2 separate regions of the Zea mays genome follow, and region 1 is linked to region 2. The links are chromatin contacts, called in public Hi-C maps. All regions are on one chromosome and are shown on one strand. Each heading gives the region's core, a stretch centred on a gene start, on an enhancer-like site or on the middle of the called end of the contact. The rest is flanking DNA. Distances are from core to core; before and after follow the strand shown.

What was found. Hi-C and Micro-C count contacts between places; a contact is called where the count stands out from the background.
Region 1: a Hi-C map of leaf shows a contact between it and region 2, with 8 times the contacts expected there. The contact joins the promoter of LOC100272886 here to the promoter of LOC103629289 in region 2. A contact is called at or near these places in 4 of 25 Hi-C or Micro-C datasets (endosperm, leaf, leaf mesophyll and 1 more).

Annotation. Positions count from the first base shown.
Region 1 is chr6:51,613,263-51,619,816 of Zm-B73-REFERENCE-NAM-5.0, forward strand. LOC100272886 (STIP1 and U box-containing protein 1) reads left to right here and starts at 1,417. Exons shown (of 6, transcript NM_001147339.1): 1 at 1,417-1,717; 2 at 1,797-1,876; 3 at 2,406-2,635; 4 at 2,916-3,037; 5 at 3,112-3,225; 6 at 3,309-3,786. The coding sequence starts at 1,490. The coding sequence ends at 3,398. It overlaps LOC100282870 (STIP1 homology and U box-containing protein 1), which reads left to right. Exons shown (of 8, transcript NR_178075.1): 5 at 14-147; 6 at 255-440; 7 at 538-685; 8 at 771-1,256.
Region 2 is chr6:51,071,077-51,078,491 of Zm-B73-REFERENCE-NAM-5.0, forward strand. LOC103629289 (protein argonaute 1B) reads left to right here and starts at 1,666. Exons shown (of 23, transcript XR_002263241.3): 1 at 1,666-1,979; 2 at 3,383-4,171; 3 at 4,249-4,469; 4 at 4,543-4,692; 5 at 4,776-4,909; 6 at 5,089-5,198; 7 at 5,283-5,389; 8 at 5,474-5,612; 9 at 5,748-5,864; 10 at 6,151-6,258; 11 at 6,357-6,428.

The DNA of each region.
Region 1 (6,554 bases), core at 167-2,666, 540 kb after region 2:
TCATGGGAAACAGGCTCTAACTCTCTTAAAGTCTGTGGATTCAACGTATGAAATGGCTGAGGACATTTGGCAGGTCCTTGCAAAGGCAAAATACTTAGATTGGGAGAAGCATTCCACTGAACGACTATGGAGGATGGAAAGTTTGAAGTATGTTAGATATTAAACCTAAAACAACACAGCACTATCATTTTGCTCTAGATCATACTGTGCTTATATTGATATGGCTGATTGGTTGAAGTTTCTGGCTATTGAAGTCTCTTAACAGAAGCGTATCCCCGTGGACATGCAGGGAAGCTTGTGAAACTGCTCTGCAGGAGCATCACTTTCTAACTGGTACACTTGAGGAAGACTCCAACAGGTCAGACAACGAGTATTCAGAGCAAATTAAACTACTATCAGAGGTCTTCAGCCAAGCGACAGTCGCCGATACACCAACAGATGTATGAGCAAATACTCTGACCAAACTTTGTTTTTTTTGGTAACTCTTTGGTTTCTATGTCTGATCTAAAACTGCTGCTGCCATGCTGTAAAACCTAGGTGCCCGATTACCTTTGCTGTCAGATAACATTCGAGATCTTCCGAGACCCAGTGATCACACCGAGTGGTGTAACATATGAGAGGGCTGTACTTGTTGAACATCTCCACAAGGTGTGCCCTTCCGCTGACGTGAAGCTGTTTACTTTTTGTATGTACACAAAATGACAGCAGAATTTTGCTCTAGCAGATGTGGTTACCATAAGCCTAACCTAACCGCTGTGTTTCCGTAACAGGTTGGCAATTTCGACCCGGTGACGCGAGAACCTCTGAAGGAGCATCAGCTGGTTCCGAATCTGGCCATCAAGGAAGCAGTGCAGGCCTACCTGAAAGAGCACAGCTGGGCCCACAAGTTGAACTAATTGGATGCCGTGTGCTTTGCTGACTGCAGATGCTGATAAATCGGGGATGGCCTGTTATTAGAGTTAGATTTTATGTTGTGTTGGAATGAGATTGATTGGATAGCTCGATTCATCGTTCTTAGTATTGATTGGGTAACTTGACCTGTAACTGCAATTCTGCAAACACTCATTGGATGGATGTAATGAAGCAAGTGTACATGAAACATTGGTTGGTTCAGCTCACTGCATGTATATGGTTGCAGCATTATATATGGTTGGTCGTAGACCCAGTGGGCCTCAAACAAGTTAGGCCTAGTTTGGATACTCTAGTAATGAGTGGGATTGAAGTGGATTAAGATGTATTGAGAGAGTATTTGATGTATTGGGGATTTACACCCTCTCCAATCCCTTCAAAACACTCCAATCCTAAAGTATCCAAACTAGGCCTTAGGTGGGCCGGCCTCTATCCAAGGCCCAGCCTTTTACTTGGCGCTGACAAGACAAAAGAGAGGAGACGAGAAAGAAAACAAACCCTAGCCCGCTACCCCTGCCCCTTCTCTCTTCGTCGCGCCTCCGCCTCCGCCGTCGTAGCATCCTCCTCCGCCACCTCGGCCATGGCGACATCCCCAGCGCTCCTCTTCCCTTCTCCCTCCTCGGCATCCTCTGCGCCTTCGTCGGCGCGGGTGGAGGCAGTGGTGCTTTTCAACGTCTGCGACAGCTACGTGCGGCGCCCGGACCAGGCGGACCGCGTCATCGGCACCCTCCTCGGTTCCCTCCTCTCCGACGGCACCGTCCACGTCCGCAACTCCTATGTCGTCCCCCACAGCGAGTCAGCCGACCAGGTCGGCTCAGATCACATCTCCAACGAACTCACTCGTTCGTTCGCATTGGGTTACTTGCTGATGATTGGCGCTGATGCAGGTCGCCATCGACATCGACTACCACCATAACATGTACGCCTCGCACCAGAAGGTGAACCCCAAGGAGGTCATCGTCGGATGGTGAGCAACCATCCCCTGGGCTCACAATTCTACATCCATAGCGCGAAACTAGGCATTTTAGGCAGACTCCGATTATATGCAATAGCTGAATCCCCAATGCAGAGTAACTTTGTTTTGGGGCTGTATTAGTTTTAGTGGATGCAGTCATTTTTTTTGCATCAAATGCACCACACGTCTTGTTGCTAGAATACGAGTTTGACATTACATGCCTGATTGCAGCTACAGTTATTGTCTTTTTTTATTGCATTGTGGACAGAATCAGAATAGTTCCTTCTTTGTGCTTCACAATAATTGATGGGCTCAGAGTTTAACATTACATGCCTGATTGCAGTTACAGTTAGTTCCTTCTTTGTGCTTCACAATAATTGATGGGCTCAGAGCTATATTTCGTGTCTGTTGGTTTGATATCATCGAAAGAACATTCCCAAGCACTAGAAAAGTCACTTCGAAAAGTCTGTGAATTAATTTACCAAGTATCCTTAATGAACTTTTTGAACCTGTTTGATACATATCTACTGTCTGTTTGTAGGTTCTCGACTGGATTTGGTGTTTCTGGGGGGAGTACGCTCATCCACGAGTTCTATTCAAGGGAAGTACAAAACCCCATCCATCTTACAGTCGACACTGGCTTCACTAGGGGGGAGGCTTCCATCAAAGCCTACATCTCATCCAATCTGTCCCTCAGAGATAGTCAACTCGCTGCACAATTTCAGGAAATCCCTCTGGATCTGAAGATGATTGAGGCGGAAAAGGCTGGATGTATGTTACCGGTGAATAGCAGATATATACCTTCTATCTGGGGGAGATCTCATTTTGCACCTGTATTAGTTGGTCCTTCTGTTACTGTGTTGAACTTCTCAGGAATAGTCACATCAGTAGTTGGATTTAGTAATAATGTCTCTGTTTCTATTTCTGTTTCTGTATTAATTTCTCGTAGACAACTGATGTTTGTAAGAACCATATTTTGCTCTGCTACATCCTCAGTTTTAGTAGCAGAACATTTTGAAGCTTCCATCACTCTTACTACCTTCTGTTACAGTTGAGATCCTGAAATCTACTATGGTAGAGAAGCTCCCCAATGATCTGGAAGGAATGGAGTCATCGATGGGGAAGCTTTACATTCTTATCGATGAGATCTACAAATACGTCGATGATGTTGTGGTAAGCATCTCTCCTGTGACCATTTCCTATTTTGTTTGGATGAGAGTGTCAACCGTCTCTGTATGACGTTGTAGGAAGGACGCGTGGCACCCGACAACAGAATTGGAAGGTTCATCTCTGATTCTTTTGCTTCGGTGCCGAAATTGTCCCCGGCTGCTTTCGATAAGCTTTTCAATGACAAGATTCAGGTAAATTACTTGTGCACCCCTTTTGATGCCAGTGTGGATGGTAACCTTGCTGATGATCTAATTAATAATCACTGACCCCACAGGATAACCTTGCGCTGGTATACCTGTCAAGCATCACAAGGACACAAATCAGCATCGCCGAGAAGTTGAACACTGCTGCTCAAGTGCTGTAGGTTTGGCGGTGTGGCATCTGGTTTGGACGTGGATGGCTTGATGCTATCTGTGATGCTTGGCGTAAGTGTGATTGGTGACAGAAATGCATTTTTGTACTCATTATTATTATTGCTAAATGAGAGACCTGATGGAAAGGGTTAGCCAACGATGAGATCCCATAATGTTGCCAGAATGCCAGTAGAGTGGTGGATGGCGAGATGTTTCTGTTTGGATAGTATTCTGTGCTCCAGGTTGAATATTTGTAATGCTCGTTGGTTTTGTGTAGCGACACATCGGCAATGTGGAGCAATGAAGAGATTTGCTCCACATTTTACGTCGTCATTTAGAGGTGTGGTGGCATGCAATGTGATGCTGTTGTTGCAGGAAAATCGGTTTTGCTGTCCTGTTATAGCAAGCTTTCCTCCTGCGGCCCTGCTTTTCATTTCCCTCTTGATTCTTGCCTCTGCCCTTCGAAACCGGTCTAGGCCGGGAACAATCACGTCATCCCATGTTATGTGTCTAGCCTGAACGAACCGTCCGCTACTCTTTTTTTATTATAATATAAGATAATGATAAGAAGCTATTCAAAATAAATACATCACAGAGAAACAAAAATGGACTATTCAGATTTGACAATGAACTAGTGGCAAACAGTGTTTGCGTTATGTAGATTGGGGAGAGGAATGGAGGCTCAAAATCATGTAGATTGGGGAGAGGAATGGAGACTCAAAATCCTGCAACAGAATCTGCATTTGCTAAACAGAGAAGGCAAGGATTGTTACACTCGGTTCTAGGGACAAAACTAAATGCATAGCATATGTGGGTCAGGATTTATTCCCACACATATGTTGACGTCACAAATGTAATATATCAAAAGACAATGCAATAAAGGCGTAAATTGAGTAGAGTACTTTATTACATCATCTGAATCATTGTATCTTTAACAATTATCAACATCAAAGTAGGGCAAAATTTAAATATGGGCACTCTTCCATAGGAAGGCGACTGGCGCATTGTTAGACTTAAAACTCATCATCGTCATCAGCGAAGTCTCCAACACCACCCTCTGATCAAAGTATTAGCAAGGGTGAGCTCACTTATGGTCGGGACTCAGCAAGTGGGGGAAAATTAATGCAAGTTAACAAGGTAGGCTATGGATAAGCGGTAACATTTTATTTGGTCAATATTTTATTAGCAACACATGTCTTACTAATTGTCGAGGACCATAATTAGGGGTATCCTCAAGACTCCTAATTCTCAGCTGGTAACCCCCATCAGCATAAAGCTGCTAAGGCCTGATGGGTGCGATTAAGTCAGGGATCAGTCCATTCGAGCGACTCGATCACGCCTCGCCCGAGCCTAGCCTCGGACAAGGGCAGCCGACCCCGGAGGATTTCCGTCTCGCCCGAGGCCCCCCTCCAACGGCGAACATATTTCCGGCTCGCCCGAGGCCCTGCCTTCGCTAAGAAGCAACCCTGACTAAATCGCCGCACCGACCGACCAAATCGCAGGAGCATTTAATGCAAAGGTGACCTGACACCTTTATCCTGACGCTCGCCCCTCGGCAGAGCCGAAGTGACCGCCGTCACTTCGCCGCTCCACTGACCGGCCTGACAGAAGGACAGCGCCGCCTGCGCCACTCCGACTGCGGTGCCACTTGACAGAGTGAGGCTGGCAGGCAGTCAGGCCCTGCCGAAGGCACCATAGGAAGCTCCGCTCCGCCCGACCCAGGGCTCGGACTCGGGCTAAGTCCCGGAAGACGGCGAACTCCGCTCCGCCCGACCCAGGGCTCGGACTCGGGCTAAGTCCCGAAAGACGGCGAACTCCGCTCCGCCCGACCCAGGGCTCGGACTCGGGCTAAGTCCCGGAAGACGACGAACTCCGCTCCGCCCGACCTAGGGCTCGGACTCGGGCTAAGTCCCGGAAGACGACGAACTCCGCTTCGCCCGACCCCAGGGCTCGGACTCCGCCCTGGCCTCAGCCGGCGACCTCCGCCTCGCCCGACCCAGGGGCTCGGACTCGGCCTCGGCCACAGAAGACAGACTCGACCTCGGCTTCGGAGGAGCCTCCACATCGCCCAACCTAGGGCGCAGGCCAGCCACGTCAACAGGAGGCGCCATCATCACCCTAACCCGAGCTGACTCGGGCCGCAGGGAACAAGACCGGCGTCCCATCTGGCTAGCTCCGCCAGATAGGCAATGATGGCGCCCCGCGTACTCTGTGACGACGGCGGCTCTCAGCCCCCCTTACGGAAGCAAGAGGACGTCAGTAAGGACCCAACCGCTCCGACAGCTGTCCCTCCGCCAGGCTCCATCGCTCCTCCGACGGCCACGACATCACACCAGCTGGGTGCGAAAATCTCTCCGGCTGCCACAACGGCATGTACTTAGGGCGCTAGCTCTCCTCCGCTAGACACGTAGCACTTTGCTACACCCCCCATTGTACACCTGGATCCTCTCCTTACGCCTATAAAAGGAAGGACCAGGGCCCTCTTAGAGAGGGTTGGCCGCGCGGGGACGAGGACGAGACAGGCGCTCGCTTGGAGCCGCTCGCTCCCTCTCCCGCGTGGACGCTTGTAACCCCCTACTGCAAGCGCACCCGACCTGGGCGCGGGACGAACACGAAGGCCGCGGGATTCCCACCTCTCTCACGCCGGTCTCCGGCCGCCTCGCTCTCCCCCCTTCGCGCTCGCCCTCGCGCTCGACCCATCTGGGCTGGGGCACGCGGCGACATTCACTCGTCGGCCCAGGGACCCCCCGGTCTCGAAACGCCGACAGTTGGCGCGCCAGGTAGGGGCCTGCTGCGTGTTGACGAACAGCTTCCCGTCAAGCTCCAGATGGGCAGTCTCTAGCAACCTCTCCAACCCGGGACGGTGCTCCGTTTCGGGAGTCTTGAGTTCATGTCCCTCGACGGCGGCTACGACATGATACTCCTTCCACCGCCGCGCGACAACGACAATGGCGGCCGACAGCCCGCCCGCCGGCGGCGGAATCGACGACGTCTTCCCCGCGTGGCGGAAGAACAACCTTCGAGCTCGTCCCGCCTTCTTCCCCGCCGACGGAGGGGAAGGCAGGGCAACCAAGGCCAAGCAGGAGGCAGCGCCTCGTCGGCTGACGAGCGAGTTGACATCGCCGGCACCCCAACGAGGGGCGCACCGGGCATCGACTTCGCGCTTG
Region 2 (7,415 bases), core at 416-2,915:
ACAGTGTCAAAACTAGCTATTTGAATCACCATCGTGAATGTATGATTTGATGCCCACCACAGGACTAGTCTAACGTCTACCATAATGTTTCCAGTCTTTAACAATAGGCTATCGGACCCATCCACTTTGGTCTTCGGGGTTCAATGACCCTGTAGAAGAAACCTAACAAAAATAGTATTGTTGTATAGTCCGACACCCATTATAACTCGCTAGTTAGTTTACCTAGATCATTAGACTCAATACATTTGTCTGACGTCCTACTTATCCATAGGGTCTATCAATCAATATCTCTCATGCTATCTACATGGAGGCGTTAGACCAATCCACTATAATCCAACGCCCCTAATACACATGGTATGATGCCTCAAAACCCCGCTCATACTTGTCCAAAATTGAAAGTTTAGAATTGGGTATCGATTCATGCTTTCTTTGGGCCTCTCATAAGCCATTTAAAGCTAGAGACAATTAGAGTGCACCACATTAAAGTCACTAGGCCTATCTACTTATAGTATTATAGTTATCTACTTAAAGACATTGGATATACTTCATTCCTCGATCAGGGTCTCTCGGTTCAATCAGACAATAATACCTACCCAGTGCAACTGATAAACATACAGACTTACCAGATTTGACATTTATCTTATATATCTTTATTCTTTACCCCAAGTATTGATTGCATTCAATCAAATACTAAATATTGTTTTCTCATGTTTGTTTGGTGATGACATCATGTGGAGTTTTGCATGGAATGGCAAAGCTAGAAGCTTAAATAAAAAGGCACAACCCTCAAAATGGAGTATATCCAATGCAGATGGCTCCGATGATGAAGTTTCTTCATGTACAATCTTAGAGGAAGGCCTTGATTATCCAATATGCTGGAAATCCTTCAACCTTGTGGAGAATATTTCCTATATCTTGTGCTGTGACCACAAAATGTGCGAAAACTTGTTTATAGTTTTTTACATTTGAAGTGGTGATAATTTAAAATTTCTTTATGAATTTGACATGTGAATAGTTGTGAGTTCTTATTCCTTTACATTTGCCTTAGTATTCAAATGATTGCAACATAAATGTATTGAATTATCTCTATGATACTTTATTGTAAAGATTTGGACGTGTTTGAATAATTATCCTATTTAAATAAGATTTAACTATGTGATATATAGCCGTAGCGACAAGCTATCCAATTGAGATCGACTGCAACCGATGGCAAACCATCCAACTATGTTCGCTTAGGGACGGTCGATATTCACATCGCATTCACAATCTCAATGTATCTTAATGAAATGTATATGTGCCTAGTTAGTTGATATTTTAGATAAAAAACAATGCACCACCAATTATTAACTCTATATTTAGATGAACCAAAGCTAAAAATTAACCTGCTCTATGCATGTATCCGAGTACGTCCATAGGCTAGTAGAACATGCATATAGGAATGGCGTACGTTGATCAACGCAACGGAGGCGCAGCTACAACAATTGATTTGCATACGTTTCATCACGTTTTTCTATAAATCCTAGCTTAAACCCTGCACCCCACGTGAGGTTAGAGAGGAGGGACTGCTTGTGGGCCGTAGACATCAGGGCCCGGCCTGGCTCGGACAAATGAGGCCCACAAAGGGCCAGCTCGTCGTGATCTGTCGGCCGGCTCTCGCTCTGTAGCGCGCGCGCGCACACAGTCACACACACGGGGGCTCCGCTCTCAGGTATCAGACACTCTCACACTCAGACAGACACGGAGACACCACGGGCGGGCCCCACCCAGTGGCGTGGCGTCATCCTTTTCACTTGGGGACTGCCCTCTTGCTTCTCCCTTTCCTTCACTTCACCTCGAAATCCAAGGAAAGCCAACCAACAAACACAGTGAGTGGAGCACGAGCGCGCTGAGTGGAGCAAGAGAGTTGGAGCTTGGAGCCCCTCCAGTGCTAAGCTAGGGTTCCATCCCCACCAGCGCCGCCCGCTCCCTTTCTCCGTCCGGTATCAGCATCGCCCTCCCTTCTCCGCTGTTCCGTCCGTACGTGTAGATAGATCTGTCTGTCCGTCGCTCTCTTACGGTTTTTTTTTTCTTGGTCACCCCCCCCCCCCCCCCCCCCCCCCCCCCCCCTCTGTATCTCTCGGTCGCCGCGCCGCGCCACCGTTGCTGCATGACCTCCATAGAGAGCATGTAGGGTAATTTGCCCGTCGATTGGATGGGATCTATCCCGTCCCTGCTCGAGTCCATCCGATCCGTTCAGGCGTTTCCCTAGTTGCGCTGTTGCCTTCTCCTGTGTATCGTTGATCTACTCGCGTTCCATCCACTGGTTAGTTTTTTTAGCCCTTATCCAAATCTGCTGTGAAGGGGTGTTTGAATGTACTAGAGCCTGCCAAAATTAGCTCCAAACAGTCTAGCTAATAGTTTAGTTATTAGCTACTTTTAGCAAATTAGCTAATACTAGTTAGCTAGCTAAGGGGGTGTTAATAGTTAGTTGGCTAAAAAATTGCTATTGAAATTAGCTAGCTAACAAATAGTTAGCTGACTATTAACTAATTTACTAAAAATAGCTAATAGTTGAAGTATTAGCTAGGATGTTTGAATGTCTCCAGCTAATTTTAGCCACTAACTATTAGCTCTAGTGCATTCAAACACCCCCTAAATTTATTAGAGCTAATAGTTAGTTGGCTAAAAAATTGCTAGTGGAATTAGCTAGCTAACAAATAGCTAGCTAACTATTAACTAATTTACTAAAAATAGCTAATAGTTGAACTATTATCTAGGGTGTTTGGATGTCTCCAGCTAATTTTAGCCACTACTATTAGCTCTAGTGCATTCAAACATCCCAAAAATTCCAATAGCAATTTTTTAGCAACTGACTATTAGCTCCATTGCATTCAAACACCCCTAAATACCCCCTAAATGGTATGGCAGGGAAGTGTAACATCAGACCAGTAGCCACAACCCACAACAGGACTCTCATCGCCACATTACTTGCTCTAGAATAATATAATGCCTTCTGAGACGGGACTGGTTTATTTTGACTTGTGCATGTCCCCACGCACCACGTGCATCATTTCTGATCATTTGCCACTGATAATGTATTTCCACGCATCATATCCTTCATCCATTGGCGTAGTTCATTTCTTATGTGAATTTAGTTATATCGATTTATTCTGTTGCGGTCGGTCGGCGTTGTATGCATAAGAGATAGGCCAAGGCCCAATAGTTTGCAAATGCCTAGTCCATGCTAGGCCTTCTATATATCTTTAAGCGCTAAATGGAACCTGTCCTTTATTTGACATCTGATCTGTTCTGTTCTTTTACCTCATTTCAATGCTATTTTTTCTATACAATGTACTTTTTTTTAGTCTCGGTCTTTTTTTGTAAGCTCTGCTTTATATACCAGCATCCGGCTGCCATGGTGAGGAAGAAAAGGACTGGCCCTGGAGAGAGTTCTGGGGAGACTTCTGGAGCGCCTGGTCAGGGCTCCTCACAGCGTCCTCAGGCAACACAACAGGGTGCCCGAGGTGGAGGACAACACCAGGTGCGTGGTGGATATCCGGGCCATGGAGTGCCGCCTTCAGAGCACCCAGGTGGTGGGCCGCCTGAGTATCAACCACGTGGCTATCAGGGACGTGGCGTTCCACCTTTACTTCCTGGTGGTGGGCCGCCTGAGCCTCAACCGCGTGGCTACCAGGGACATGGTGGATACCAGGGCCGTGGCGGGCCACCTTCACAGCATCCTGGTGGTGGGCCATCACCTGGGTCTCAGCCTCGTGGCTACCAGGGACGTGGTGGTCTGCGTCCCAGAGGGGGAGTGCCGCAGCCATACCGTGGCGGGCATGTGGGAGGTAGTGTTGGACCAATTGTTCCTTCAGGTCCGTCTAGACCAGTTCCCGAGCTGCACCAAGCCCCAGATGTCCAACATCAAGCCCCTGTGGTGGCAGCACCATCACCACCGGGAGCTGGCTCGTCCTCGCAGCCTGGGATGGCCGAGGTGAGCACTGGACAAGTCCAGCAACTTGTGATTCATGACCAAAGTTCAGCCAGCCAAGTTAGTCAGGTAGCACCAGCATCAAGCAAAGCTGTTAGATTCCCATTGCGCCCTGGCAAGGGTACGCATGGGTCCAGGTGCATCGTGAAGGCAAATCATTTCTTTGCTGAGCTGCCTGATAAAGACCTCCACCAATACGATGTAAGCCCATAATAAGACGTCATAATTCCTTGTCATTGTTTTTATGAAATTTTTGATAACCAGCCTATTGTGATCAGGTATCAATAACACCTGTGGTTCCTTCACGTGGTGTCAATCGTGCTGTCATGAAAGAGCTTGTAAACCTTCATAGACACTCCCATTTGGATGGGCGTCTGCCTGCATATGATGGAAGGAAGAGTCTTTATACAGCTGGAGCATTGCCATTTACTTCGAAGACATTCGAAATTACTCTGCAAGATGAAGAAAACAGTCTTGGTGGAGGACAAAGACACCAAAGGTAGTGCTGTAATGTTGTCTCTGTACTTAAAACGTATCCAAACTTTCCTACTGACATTTCTTCTGCTTTTAAGGGGCCAGAGGGTCTTTCAGGTGGTGATCAAATTTGCTGCTCGCGCTGATCTCCACCATTTGGCTATGTTTCTAGCTGGGAGGCAACCAGATGCTCCTCAAGAGGCTATTCAAGTACTTGACATTGTACTACGTGAATTTCCTACTGCCAGGTATCTTTGAGTGAATGTTATTTTTGTAAGAGTTATTTTCCTGTGGCAAAATCTCCATTGTAGTTTGCATTTTCTCTGTGTAGGTATTGTCCTGTTGGTAGATCATTTTATTCTCCCAATTTAGGGAGACGCCAGCAACTTGGTGAAGGTTTGGAAACTTGGCGTGGTTTCTATCAAAGCATAAGGCCCACACAGATGGGTCTTTCTCTGAATATTGGTTAGATACCATCGTTCTCATTTATTGGGTCATCTACCTTCTATTTTTCAAACTTGATACATGACCATAATGCAGGAGCACACTACATTCTAGATCATGATGCCTATGGATGTAGTTTGTGGCATCACTATTTGGTCTTATCTGAAATATTGAGTTTGTGTAATTTCTTTTTTTCGCAGATATGTCCTCTACTGCATTTATTGAGCCCCTCCCTGTGATTGATTTTGTTGCTCAGCTTCTTGACAGAGATATCTCAGTTAGACCATTGTCTGATTCTGATCGTGTGAAGGTTTGATTTCTTACCCTACCTTTCTTCTTAGAAATTTTGGTTTATGCTTCGTCATTCTCCATTTGCTCCCTTGTGTATATATAGATTAAAAAAGCCCTACGAGGTGTGAAAGTCGAGGTCACACACCGTGGAAACATGCGTAGGAAGTATCGGATATCTGGCCTCACTTCACAAGCAACAAGGGAGTTATCGTACGTGCACATTTCTTAGCTTATATCAGTTGATATTATAAGGTATAATGCGTTGACAGGATTTCAATGGTTTTCCTATGTTAGATTCCCTATTGATGATCGTGGTACTGTTAAGACTGTGGTGCAATACTTCCTGGAGACTTATGGCTTTAATATTCAGCACACCACTTTACCTTGTTTGCAAGTGGGCAATCAGCAAAGAATAAATTATCTGCCTATGGAGGTTAGTGTCTTCTGCCAGCTGTATTGCAATCGCTGCATTAATTATTATACTATGTTTATCTATTCATATGATTCCTAAATGGTATATCCAGCTTCAGCATGTTTTAATAAATTGCCTATGACATTGAAATACCAGGTCTGTAAGATAGTTGAGGGACAGCGTTACTCAAAACGACTCAATGAGAAACAGATCACTGCTCTACTGAAGGTGACTTGCCAGCGTCCCCAAGAGCGTGAGAAAGCCATCTTGCAGGTGATCCGATTGTATTCTTGGTTTGACTAGGGATTAGTAGTACTAGCAGTTGCAGTTCATTTATATTTACATTCATAAAATGAGAATTGCTTTACGAATAAGTTGATTGTGCAAAATTGTATATTATGGTGAAGACTGCCATCTATTATTACTGTTGCACATGTAATGATTAAGTGACATGTAATATTCCTTTTGTCTTGTTTAATCAATTGGCTTTTGCCTTCACAAAAGTAAACCATTGAACTGATGGTTCTAAATCTTTTGTTTGCCTTACCTATTTGATTAGACTGTGCATCACAATGCCTACTCCGAGGATCCTTATGCCCAGGAATTTGGTATAAAGATTGATGAGCGTCTTGCATCCGTTGAAGCTCGTGTTCTGCCTCCTCCAAGGGTCAGTGAGTTTTCACCATGCTTTAAGCTTAACAGCACATAACAGTTGATTTGCATATTGGGCATACTTTGACCTGGTTTTCTTCTTTCTGTGTATAGCTGAAATACCATGATAGTGGCAGAGAGAGGGATGTATTGCCAAGAGTTGGGCAGTGGAATATGATGAATAAGGTATGCCTGGTTATGACTATACTGTCAACAAAATCACTCTGTGAATTCATTTAGGTATAATCAGTTATTCCCTATATGAAATATTAGAAGTGAAGATTAAACATGATAAATCTGCAACCCAAGCTAAATAATTCTCTAGTTTATATTAAATTTACAGAAGGGCAGTCCTGGTGCTGTGGTGAGAGTTGTCTCACTGAGTCACCAGGTCACGGATTCGAAGCAACCTCTCCGCATTTGTGAGGGGAAGGCTGGCATTGGTTTATACTTCATCTCTTCCCTTGATGGCTAGATCCCACTCATGTGGGAGTCTCCGGTACTGGGTCTGCCCTTTATATTTAATTTATACGAAAAAAGAAGTTAGACCTGCAACAAAGATATAGCTGCCAGCCTGCCATTTTTGAAGCATGATAGCATGCTTTCAAGCAGTTGTCTGATCATTGCATGAACAATACAACCATGTGGTTGTTTATCTAGGCTTGGTAGCTGCTAATGACTTGTGAAGTTCTATTTTTGGGTTTGGTAGACAACTTCATATTGTTTGTGTCATCCCTTTATGTCACAACTCCATGTTTCTGTCACCCCTTTTCAGAATTTTTGCTTGATTTACTTGCAGAACTCTCGTGAGCATCTGGTTTATCGGAAATTTTGCTCTCGTCTTGCCTGTGTGTGCAATCACTCTGGTAGTTAATTTGTGACTAATAATTCATGCCAATTCGTTGCTGAAATGCTGAAAGTGGCCATTTAGGTTATACTAGTCATATGCCTGTGCATTGCTACGATATATATATATATATATATATATATATATATGACATAGGATAAATTTTGTTTTAATAAAGCACAAAATATATATTTTCTATTGATTAGGTGGGTGTGAATGTGGAGCCAACAACCAAGGTTCAAACACTCACTTATACATAATTTCAACTTATTTTTTACATAAACTCTCCTATTATAGTAGTAGAGAAGAGATTATAGGAGTGCGGT